3 separate regions of the Mus musculus genome follow, and all the other regions are linked to region 3. A link is a contact called in public HiChIP or PLAC-seq and promoter capture Hi-C data. All regions are on one chromosome and are shown on one strand. The core of a region is the stretch at or near the end of the contact, and the rest is flanking DNA. Distances in the headings are between cores, read along the strand shown. Region 1 holds the start of 1700019F05Rik (RIKEN cDNA 1700019F05 gene). Region 2 holds the start of Usp46os1 (a long non-coding RNA gene). Region 3 overlaps Scfd2 (Sec1 family domain containing 2).

What was found. Promoter capture Hi-C pulls out the DNA fragments that hold promoters and counts their contacts. HiChIP or PLAC-seq counts read pairs in DNA pulled down with a chosen protein or histone mark.
Region 1: an H3K27ac HiChIP or PLAC-seq map of embryonic stem cells shows a contact between it and region 3, with 6 times the contacts expected there. The contact joins the promoter of 1700019F05Rik here to the enhancer-like site in region 3. A contact is called at or near these places in 1 of 39 promoter capture datasets (the C10 cell line), 2 of 484 Hi-C or Micro-C datasets (cortical neurons and cranial neural crest), 6 of 115 datasets of contacts at active chromatin or transcription factors (double positive thymocytes, embryonic stem cells and vascular smooth muscle cells) and 1 of 9 other capture datasets (adipose tissue).
Region 2: a promoter capture Hi-C map of embryonic stem cells shows a contact between it and region 3, with 6 times the contacts expected there. The contact joins the promoter of Usp46os1 here to the enhancer-like site in region 3. A contact is called at or near these places in 17 of 39 promoter capture datasets (the 3T3-L1 cell line, 3T3-L1-derived adipocytes, the C10 cell line and 11 more), 29 of 484 Hi-C or Micro-C datasets (CD4 T cells, CD8 T cells, the G1E-ER4 cell line and 16 more), 5 of 115 datasets of contacts at active chromatin or transcription factors (embryonic stem cells, extraembryonic endoderm stem cells, kidney and 1 more) and 2 of 9 other capture datasets (adipose tissue and liver).

What each region holds. Positions count from the first base shown.
Region 1 is chr5:73,910,581-73,914,246 of GRCm38.p6, reverse strand. It overlaps 1700019F05Rik (RIKEN cDNA 1700019F05 gene), which reads right to left and starts at 1,358. Exons shown (of 2, transcript NR_166206.1): 1 at 1,270-1,358.
Region 2 is chr5:74,012,223-74,015,940 of GRCm38.p6, reverse strand. Usp46os1 (a long non-coding RNA gene) reads right to left here and starts at 1,948. Exons shown (of 2, transcript XR_377030.4): 1 at 1,603-1,948; 2 at 606-855. All of the region lies in intron 5 of Usp46 (ubiquitin specific peptidase 46), which reads left to right.
Region 3 is chr5:74,284,330-74,288,017 of GRCm38.p6, reverse strand. All of the region lies in intron 5 of Scfd2 (Sec1 family domain containing 2), which reads left to right. Among named protein-coding and RNA genes, the nearest start is that of Gm32064, 30 kb to the left of the region's middle. Within about 2 kb of position 2,072, at least 57 of the 459 cell types and tissues checked have an H3K27ac peak or open chromatin away from gene starts, as enhancers often do. A contact at or near this core is called in 3T3-L1-derived adipocytes, CD8 T cells, the G1E-ER4 cell line and 5 more, where this site is marked.

The sequences.
Region 1 (3,666 bases), core at 109-2,608, 370 kb after region 3:
AAATTGTCAGATCTTGTCTTTTAGAGCGATCAGCATCTTAAACTGACAAATACAATGGGAAACTCAGAAATGGCCTGTGTCTTGAAGGAACTAATACTGAATGAAGAACAATGTTAATTTTTAAAAAGTTATTAAAAATACTAAATTGTCAATTGATCAAGAGAGACACATATGGTTCAAGAAAATGTTTAGTGGAGATGGTGTGGGCAGTGAATAGTCACACTGAATGTTGAGTAATGGTGACGTGTTAACAGGTGTTTGCCACTCCGTTTGACTAGCCCATTATTCTCCCACATAGAAATTCTGATGAATGTCTTTTCTGTTAGGTTATAGCTCCATATAACAGACACAAAGTTAACAATATATGAAATGCATAGATGTCACAGTCAACAATAGATGAGAGATTAGATTTTTCTCTCACATAAAAGTTTGTAATAATATAACAGCTATATTCTGCAAGATTACTGAGAGCCTAGGATCTCTCTTTTTTGCCCTGCCAACCATACGATGATGTCATCATGCACCTGGCCTGAGATGATGCATCTTTTTGTCTGTATTGTAGGGTGCTTGAGCAAGATGTAGGCATGTGTACCTTTTAGTATAAGGGCAGGGTCTAGAATTGCATTTATCTCTTTATTTATTCTAAAGCCTTTGGTCAGAACTTGGCTCTATACACTTACTAGGGTGCATATTCAGAATGGCTTTATGCTAAAAATAACAATGGCACCAGGAGACAAGAGTTTGGGTACGAAGACAGAGAGAGCAGTGAGCCTCCACCACGCCCTTTCTGGGCATGGTTTAGACAGCCATGCTCCCTTGGGCCTGGGGCTGGCCTGCTGTCACTTTGCATCTGTCTCTGGAATGCCCATTGGTCTGGGAAGGAGATCTCGTAATGGTCAGCCAGCACAACTCCAGCTGGCACAGTTCTCTCTCATTTGCGTTACATATGTGGCTTGTCTCTAAGATACTGCTTGAATTCAGCGTCCCTGGCTGTGATGATTAATCTTGTATGTCAACCTCTTGGCCCCTGGGTGTGCAATTACTTGGTCACGCATTATTTTGGATTTGTCTGTAGCATAGTTTGGTTGCAATGACCATTTGGTTTGATAAGATGAATTAAGCAGATTGCTATCCACCACGTGGGTGGTTTTCCTCTAATTCATTAAAGACCTAGAAGAAAAAGGCTGAGCTCCCTCCCCCGCCCCCCGTGCCCCACCTCCACCCCAACACAGTCAAACACACACAGAGAGGGCACTCTTGCCTGGCCACCTTCAGAATTGAATGAAAACTTCATGCTGCTCTTGGGACTTTGGTCTTCGCATTGGAAATGCAGTTAGTTCTCTAAGGTCTACAGCTTGCTGACAACAGATGTTGGAATGTTGAGACTTGTCAGCTTCCAGAACTGCATCAGTCAGTTTGTTAGAATCAACACCTAGGTGAGGGGGAGGGACTCTGTCACTGCATAACCTACTTGAGTGCCTTAGTTAGGGTTTCACTGTTGTGAACAGACACCATGACCAAGACACAAGGCAAGTCTTATAAAGGACAAGGTTTAATTGAGTCTGGATTACAGGTTCAGAGGTTCAGTCTGTTATCATCAAGGCAGGAGCACGGCAGCATTCAGGCAGGCATGGTGCAGGCAGAGCTGAGAGTTCTACATCTTCATCTGAAGGCTGCTAATGAAAGAGTAACTTCTAGGCAGCTAGAATGAGGGTCATAAAGCCCACACCCACAGTGACACACCGACTTCAAAAAGGCCACACCCTCTAATAGTGCCACTCCCTGGGTCCAGCATATACAAACCATCACACTGAGTTACATTTTATTGTTAAAAGCAAACACAGATTAGGAGCTGCTGGCTTTGTCCCTCTATGTAACAGATGGTGGCATTTGGTGCTGGCAGCCATGATATGGCTCCTACAGATTGGAGGGTGACTAATCTAGGATGGGATCTAGATCTTCAGGGCCATGTCCTCCAGGTCATATTGCAGATGAGAAAACAGTGCCTTTGACTCAAAGATGTAGTCACCTGCTTGTCAAGTATACTTGATCTCCATAGAAACCACAATCATCAGTCCCCTCTTCACATAAAGGGCTTTCTGTAGGCTAAGATGTTGGGAAGATGTGGAAGACAAACACTGCTTGCTTTTTTCATGCTGATTGAGAGTACGGAGCACCCTTTAAAGCTTAGCCACTGTGGTGGTTTGAATAGGAACAGCACCCATAGACTTACGTGTTTGCATGATTGGCTATGGGGAGTGGATCTAATGGGAGGTGTGGCCTTGTTGGAAGAAGTGAGTCACTATAAACTGGGCATTGAGGTTTCTTATGCTCAAGCTGCACCCATGCCATACACAGTCATCTCCTGCTGCCTTCTGATTAAGATGTAGAACTATCAGCTCCTCCAGCACCATGTCTGTCTGCACACTGCCAGGCTTCCTGCCATGATGATAATGGACTAAACAACTGAAACTGTAAGCCAGCCCCAATTAAATGTGTTTTCATTTATAAGAGTTTTTGTTGTCATGGTGTCTCTTCACAGAAATGAAACCCTAATTAAGACAGACATTGAATTGACCACTGAATTCCATGAGCAAAAGCCAGTATCAACATGATCAAAGCAGAGCCCTGGGACCAGGAAGTGTTGTGAGCATTCTGCCTCTTAGACTGGGTTCTTGGTTTGAGTTGTCAGGCTCAGAGGTAAGGAAAGCTCTTGCCATGACAGAGTTAACATAAGTATGTCCTGCTCAATGCCTGTGGAGGTAGGTCAGACCTACTCATTTCACTGAGATAATGAGAAGAACTAGGTTCAGTCAACAGTGAGTTGTTGGAATAAATTAACATAAATTCTGTTTTGATGATTGCTGAAAACTGATCACTATATATTTATATTTGTGTGTGTGTGTGTGTGTTGTAGACCAGAAGTCAATGTCAGATTTTTTAAAAGACTTATTTTATCTGTAATGCTATTGTATGTCTGTGTACCATGTGTGTGTGTACAACTTGCAGAAGTCAGAAAAAGGAATTGGATCCCCTGGAATTGGAGTTACAGACAACTATGAGTCTCCACGTAGGTGCTAGGAACTAAACCTGGGTCTTTTGCAAAAGTAACCAGTTCTCTCAACCAGTGAGCCATCTCTCTAGCTCTCTCCAACTTAGTTTTTGAGACAGGGCCTCTCACTGAACCTGGGGCTTTCTGCTTCAATGAGACAGGCTGGCCAGCAAGGTCCCAGGACGCACTCTAGCCTCGGAGTTAAAGATACTTGCTTCCATGCCTGGATTTTTCATGGGTGCTAAAGTTCTGAACTAAGTTCTTTGTGTTTGAATAGCAAACACTATGGATCCATCTCTCTGGCCCCTTATTATCTGATACTATTAAAGATTCGGTATTTTGAAACTGTTTAACATGCATTCAGATATTTAAAGTGGACAATTTATTGTGGTTTTTTTTAGTACATTATAATGTTTAACCATCATCTATAATTCTGTCACCCCCAAATAAACCTTAACTATTAACAGCTCCCATTGTTTCTCTCTTCTTAGATCCTAGAACCCACTAATCTACTAATTTGCCTATTATAGACATTTAATAAAGTCAAAGTCTTGGGGAGTAGAGAGACCCTCAGCAGTGAAGAGATCTGACTGTTCCTTTCCGGTTCTCATCGC
Region 2 (3,718 bases), core at 699-3,198, 270 kb after region 3:
GACAGTAATGAGCCAGTGTTTAACAACATGCGCCCAGGATTACTGCAGATAGAACATATTCACTTAGTACATTGAAACTGTGTGCAGAGAGGCTGGGGAGATGGCTCAGTCATTATGTGGTCACAGTGTTTGACCAGAGAACCTGAATTCAGTTCTCAGCACCCATGTCAGGCAATTCCAGGTTTTCTTTTTGCGGGGGGGGAGATCCAATCCTATGGCCTCCATACCCATATATAGGCACATATATATAGTGAAATAAATCTTTTTAAAGGAAAAGAAATCCTTCAAATCCTTTCCTTTTAAAGGAAAGAAAATATTTGGAATTGTTGCAAGGGCAAAATTCCCCATCCCCACTCCCTTTCAACAAGGAAATAAGTGCTTATAGTTTTCCTGTCCTAGACAAAGGCTACAGGAACGAATGTCACAAATCACCAAGCTCCAAGGCCTACAGACCTGGCTACTTCTGGTCAAGTGGGACTACACAGATGACCTCCAGAGCTTAGGGACAAGACTGCCCTACAGAGTGGCTGAAGGTGAAGTTGCTAATGTGGCTCAGTGTTTTGGGTGGGCTGCCCCAATGAACAGATACCACAGCTGTGGACATCTTACGGAAGCATAACACGTTTTACAGTATCATAACAAGGCTCTGTTGGTTTGCATCAGTGAGAATCAGCAGATGGGATCTTGCTGGAAGAGCTTCTTGGTGTGGTAGGCTGTATGACTTCCACTCACTTCCCACTTCCCAGTTCCTTCCTCTCCACTCTCAGCATGGAGCAAACAAGGAGGGTTTGAAGTGTGTTTTGCAGGCTGGCTTCATTCTTCAGCTTGGTTTTGTTAAGGGACTGGGTGATACTCCTGTAAAAAGAGACCATCTTTGGGTCTTCTTAGCGTTTATGACTGTATTGGTGCACTTGACTGGAAAAAGAGAAAGTTATCCCAACATTGTCCTGTGGGGGAAGGATGTTGCCTTTCTTCACGAGGTAAACGTAGGGGTTTGAGGAGGTTTGGCAGCATCCTCTGCCTCATGGGGAATCCCTGGTTGTTAGAAGGAAGGTTGTGGTAGCTGTAGCCTTGAAGCCAGGTGGATAAAGCGCTGAGTGGTTAGTTCTGACTCCAGATATGCCATGGAGAACTGAATCACGGACTGCTGTTTCCGTGGTGGAATGGGAAAGTTGGTTCAGTTTCCACAGTGCAAGCAAGGCAGAGGTTGGACATGGCAAAGATGGGGAAGGGCAGTGTGTAATTGGTCTTGTGTTAGTCACCTTTCTCATCACTGTGATAAAATGTCCGACAGATGAGACAGCTGACAGGGAGAAGGGTGGTTTTGGCTCACAGTTTGAGGTTACAGTCCACCACAGCAGAGAAGACATGGTGGCCGGAACACAGGGCAGTCCGTCGGTCACACAGTTAGAAAACATCGAGGTGAATGTTCACATACAGCTCATATCCTTCCCCCACCCTGCCTGCTGCCCCATTTGTATTCAGTCCTACACGCCAATACATGGAATGATGCTGTCAACGTTCATTGTGGGCCATGCGTTCCCCGTTACCCCCTCTGGAAACGCACCCACAGCTACCCCCAGAAGCATATTTCTTAGGTACCTCTAAATCCGGTGAAGTTGACAATGGGGATAACATCATAGCTCCCAAACTGGACTTTGAGATCCATCAGATTCCTGTGTGAATGGACAGCCCAGTCCAGTCAGTACTCCTGATAAGTACTCCACAACTTAGATCACCCCTAAATTAGGTCTTGGCCGGCTCACTTACACCTGCCCTCATATGTCATAAAGTCATACATCATATGTCATGATGTCATACATCAGCCAGTGGCTGCCCCTCACCATTGAACTCCTGATGGGGCCGCAGCTTCCGTCTCTTCTGTCAAAAGTGCAGCAGACCCAGGGTGGGTAACTCCAGCAGATCCATTAGCTGTTTTGTTTTGTTTTGTTTTGTTTTTTCCTGCCAAATCTTTGGGTTAAAGTGGTTGTAATACCGCACACATTAAATTTCAGCACTTGGAAAGTAGAGGCAGGCCAACTTTTCTGAGTTCAAGGCCAGCCTGGTATACTTAGTGAGTTTCATGATAACTAAGGACTCAAATAAATAAAGGAATACATAAATAAGTAAATAAATAAATAATAAATAAAGTCTTTGAGTCTGCAGATGGAATGACCACAACGCTGGTCTCCCTGACTCAATTCGGGTTGGATTCATCTTATTTGGTTTTCAGTTGGGAGCTCTTTAACGTCCTCTGTATTAGGGTTTATGATGTGAGCTTTCTGTCTTTCATCCATCTTAATGACTGTTAAGGACTCGTGCTGAAGTAAGCACACACTCTCCTCCTTGAGAGGGACCCGGGTGACAGAGTCTGGTGTATTCTCACCAAACTCTTGTCCCAGAGAAATGGTATAAATAACATTAAAATTCAGAAATTAGCTGGATAGAAGCCATGAATCCACACTGTTCTCTGATCCAAAAGCTCCTATGTCAGACCTCAGAACTGTGTCCTAGGCAGGGTGAGCCGCCTGTGACTGAGGATTCTAAGAAAGAGGGTGCCTCCCCCCTTTTCCTTTGAAAAGCTCCGAGATGCCTCAGGCAAAGACTCAGACTGTGTGTAGTTTGTCCTGATTGTCCTTCGAAGCCCTGTCTCTCTTCCCCGGAGCTCCTTTCTTTCGCTCTCCTGCGGCTCTTCACCTCTCAGAGCTCAGGTGTAAAAGGACTTTCTTCTTCCTCTCTCTTGAAACCCTCTCAGGCCAGGAGGTCAGCCAGGTGTCCAAGCGGCCTCTGAATCCCCTCAGAGCTGTCTCTGTGTGCAAACTGATCTTTAGGAACCTGGTTTCTACCTGTTTTGAGAAACTCAATTTCTGTCCTGAGTTTACACTCATTGTCACCTTACTGAATGCCATGTTCATCTCTCTCCTGTGTTGTGACCCATGTCTTAGTTTTGGTCATTACTGACATGTGGCATTTCCTGGAGTTTGACACTCGCAGATTTTTTTAAGTTTATTCTTTTAGTTAATGTACTAAAGGATGTGCTTCCTTGTGACATTCTCAGACATTTCAGTTTGTTCTTACCTACCCACCTCACTCCCCTGCCTTCTCATCTACTTCCTTTCCTTGGTTCCTGTCTCTCTTCAAACAGTCCTGCCCCCTGCTTTCATAAGATCTCGTCATTTTCTGTTAAAGTTCTTCCTCCCTTCATAGACCTTTATTTTCCCCCCCCCCTCTCTCTCTCTCTCTCTCTCTCTCTCTCTCTCTCTCACACACACACACACACACACACAGGCACCAGGCACACACACAGGTACATACACACACAGGCACAAATACAAGTACACACACACAAGCACAGACACAAGCACAAACACACACAGGCACACACACAGAGAAACACACATACACACACACACACACACACACACATAGAGGGGCGGTGGAGGAATGTATCTTTCTGAATCTGGCTTATTTCGCTTAGCATAATGATGTCAGTTCCATTCATTTTCCTGTGCATTGTGATTCCATTCTTATTCATGTCTGAATAAATGTCCATTGTATATATGTACTGCATTGTCTTTATACCATCTGTCCACAGACATCTGGGCTGGTTCCATGCATTGTGACAATCAGCATGGAGGTACAAGTATCTCTGGGGTGTTAGGCTGGTTCTGTGTATTGTGAATTGTGTAAAAAGGGGATACACATGTGTCTCTGAGGT
Region 3 (3,688 bases), core at 823-3,322:
CAACGAACACTTGAACTGGCCAGGCCACCGTTGTCCAGCCACACTTAGAGTGCACTAACATTTCAATCCATTCGTGTATATGTCCAGCCGTATATCACCAAAGCTGTGAGCATCACTAAGGGTTAAAGCATGCCCTGTTTCCCAGGGCTGCCTGCCGACACCTTCTATCTTCCCCTCTTCCATACAGCTGAGACCCTCTGTGAAGAAGGAGAGGACTGCAGGGCTCATCTCTGGCACTTGTCATGTGTTGACATCGCACTCCTTGGTCTCAACAGGTCCTCCAACCTGTATCTTCCCCTATTGTCCGTTGGCAGGGGTCTTAGGAGCCACCCCTTGCCCAGATCGTGGTTTCTCTCTTTCTGTTCCCTCAGCTGGAGGCATGGTACTCTGTCTCCAGGCGCCATGACATCCTACAGCCTGGAGTCATGCAATGACTGATGCTCCTGTCAGTTATTCTGGCTTTGGAGGGTATATGTGGATGGTAGCAGTCCTCTGTAAACCAACCTTTCCGTAAACCCTGTTTAAAGAGAAACTAGGTAGGGACCTGTCCTCTAGAGACCTCCAGAGAAGGATAAGAAAACAAAATGGAACCTAGAAAAACACTTCCTGTTCCATAGCTCGGTTAGAGCATTGTGTGTGTGTGGAGAAACATCCTGAGGAGAAATGCTTGTGGGAAAGAAAGGCCAACAGAAAGTCAGAGTTTGTTCAACTCTGTTCAAAAAATGCCAGCCTCAGTAAGTGGGGACAGAACAGTGATCGCTCACCACAAAGTCCTCTCCAACTCTACCTGTTTTTAGACAGAGAATCACAAAGCATCATGTCCAGAGCCCCGTCTTCTCATAGTGTTAGGTGGATTTCCTGCATGAAATCCCCACCAGAAACCTTAAAACGACCCGTGTATCGTTTCACGTGGTTCAGACTTTTGTTTTCTCTTCCCATCACAAATTCTTCCTTGTAGGCTAGGCATTTTAGATTTCGAGTTAGGCGTTTTTCTCAGTGCATCTTGACAAATCCTCCTTTTGTGGGATGAGGGGGTGTGCATATCCCCACAGCACACAGAGCGCCGTAGCACGGCTGAGGACGCAGATCCTTCATCTCTTACCATAGGGCTTGAACTTGATGCTTCATTGTCAGCTGCAAGTTTGCAGAATAAGATTCTCTCAGGGACACAAAGCAGGAAGTTGGGGGTGGGGGTGGGGTGGGGGAATTCTCCAAAGACTTATACAGCTTTAAGAAAACCTGACAGGATTTTCTTTTCTAAACACCAGGGAAAAGGGGGGCTGTAGGGTGTTGCCTTTTATGCAGGCAAAAGTGGGTGCACCTGCCGCAAAGCAGAGTGTGTAGAGGGTGGCCTGTCACTCCTATCCCCTTGCTGTCATAGGAGAAGTCATGTCTGGGCAATTCCTGCACCATTTTAAGTAGCCCCAGCTTTCCTGCTTGTTTTCCTTATCTAAGGACATTCTCTGGTGTGCTGAGAGATTCTTTGTGGCAGGGGCGAATATAAGTGGCATTGTGGCGACATCTGTTACAAATTTGGAAAAACATTTTTAAACCTAACTTGATTGAAGCGTGCTGTCTTTGACCCAGAATTCCAGACAGATTCTCTGGTCTTCTAAAATCATAAACACTCAATATTTGTGTTTCTAAGCTAATTTTTAAACCAATAAAAACAACAAAAAATTACATCTGGTGTTTTGCAATCTTCTAAAGGAAGTTTTGCAAACACCTTTGGGGTGTGATTTATTAATAAAACCTTGTTTTGTAAGGTGGTTTTGTATACCACTAGACACACATCCAGTATCACCACTCCAGTCCCCAAAGTCCCCAAGGTGACATTAGCAAGCCACTGAGAATTCATCTCGGATCCTGAGGAACTTGAGAGGCTTCTATTTTAGTATTTAGGATGAAACATAAGGCTAATTAATAAAACATGGTGCTAAGCTGTATGCCAAATGAAAGAAATATTTATTGGAAATAAGCAAAATGATTGTGCTGCCGTAGGAAGGGCCCTGTCCAGGCCTCTGAAGAATGCCGGGCATGCTCATCTGTTTTCACTAATGCATGCTGAATGCTTTGCCCAGCTTTCCAGAGCCAGGACAGCTCGGCCAGGATCTCCCCTTTACAGGGAACAGTCTCGCAGTCAGACAGTATTAAATAAGTGTGTTATGATCAATACTCTCTAAGACCCGAGAGAAATGGGAAAGCATAAACGGTCTGAGACTTAATTACATCCCAATTAAATAAGTTCTGTGTTTAAATACCCATGTCGTCTCAAAACTCTCCATAGCCTTTTTTATTTAGTTATATTTAAAAAAAAATGTGCTCTAGGCTACAGAATTCAGCTTAACACATTGACTTATAAAGGACAGAGGGGCAGGTAAGCAGAATCATTTTCCACTCTCACCATTGTTGGGGAAGGTACAAAAGCCAGCTTCATTGTTTTACAGCGGCTTGGGGAAACTGAAGACAGACCACAAAACCAAGAAGATTCAAAACTAAATACTCAGACTCTGGGGTTAAGCACTGCATATGGCTGGGCGTGGCTCTCTCTGACTCAGCAGGAATTACCAGGTCTTGCTCAGGAATCCTGTTTTATAAACCTTTTGCTGTTCATTTTGTCTCAGCTTGGTCTCTTTTAGGCTTTGTACACTCACCCAAAGGACCCTTGTCTCAGAGAAACTTAAATCTGTGAGCCTGTCCAAGTGCATTCCCACTGGAGTTGTGTTTTGAAGCCAGTGTCAGTCACCATGGGACACTTTTTGCTTCCCTGAAAAGGAATTAAAATGCGCCTTGAGGTTTCAGAGCACTGCTCATAGAGCCAGCCCCCTTATCTAGGATGGGTTCTTGGCCCGGTACTGAAGTAGGTATTTTATAGAGGAGCAGAAAAGGTTACTTTTAAAGATCTACCTGTACTCAAATTCCCCAGTTCGTAGTGGTTGTACTATCATTATATATCCCCTCCTTTTGTTTTAATATAAAGATAACTGACACAAAGCACCTTTGGCTTAATTCCCTACCGGGCTGAGTGGCATCACTGACTTCCTGTTTGGGAGCCAGGCTACAACATGAGTAAGTCCTGCTTTTGTGACTGCCCACTATTCCCCCATGTTTTCCTTCCTGGCCTTGAGCAGTGTGAAGGCACACATGGTAACTGTGTTGTGCATTCAGTTCCAAGGCTACAGTGAAGTGGCTTAGAAATCTAACTCCAGAAAGCACTGTTAGAAACACCCAGGATTCATACATTGGGGTTTAAACTCGTTTTTGGTTCTTGTACATTCTAAACCCCTTTTCCTGTTGCCAACTTTCCTGTAGCCCACACTTCAGGAACAGGCCCCGCATGGGGCTGCAACCCTCGGTTTAAGAGGCGGGGCTCAAGTGATGAGGCACTCTCTACTTGTGACTAGCTTCCCCTGGTCAATAGAGGTCACATGTTCATCATCTGAATGGGTCTCCAGTCTTACATATAGAAACTGATGTTAAAACTGACAAGTTATTGATAGGAAAAGACCCTCTATGTAGGCCTTGCAATTCTACACACAGAGAAACTAGCAGTTGCCTAGACAATAATTGTTATTGAAACATTTTAGTTTAAATATCAGGATTTGAAATGAGTGTTCAGTGAGATAAATTAGTAAGTGCATCTTCTTTGAACACAAACTCAACTATAGTCATAAAATTATTTTGTCAG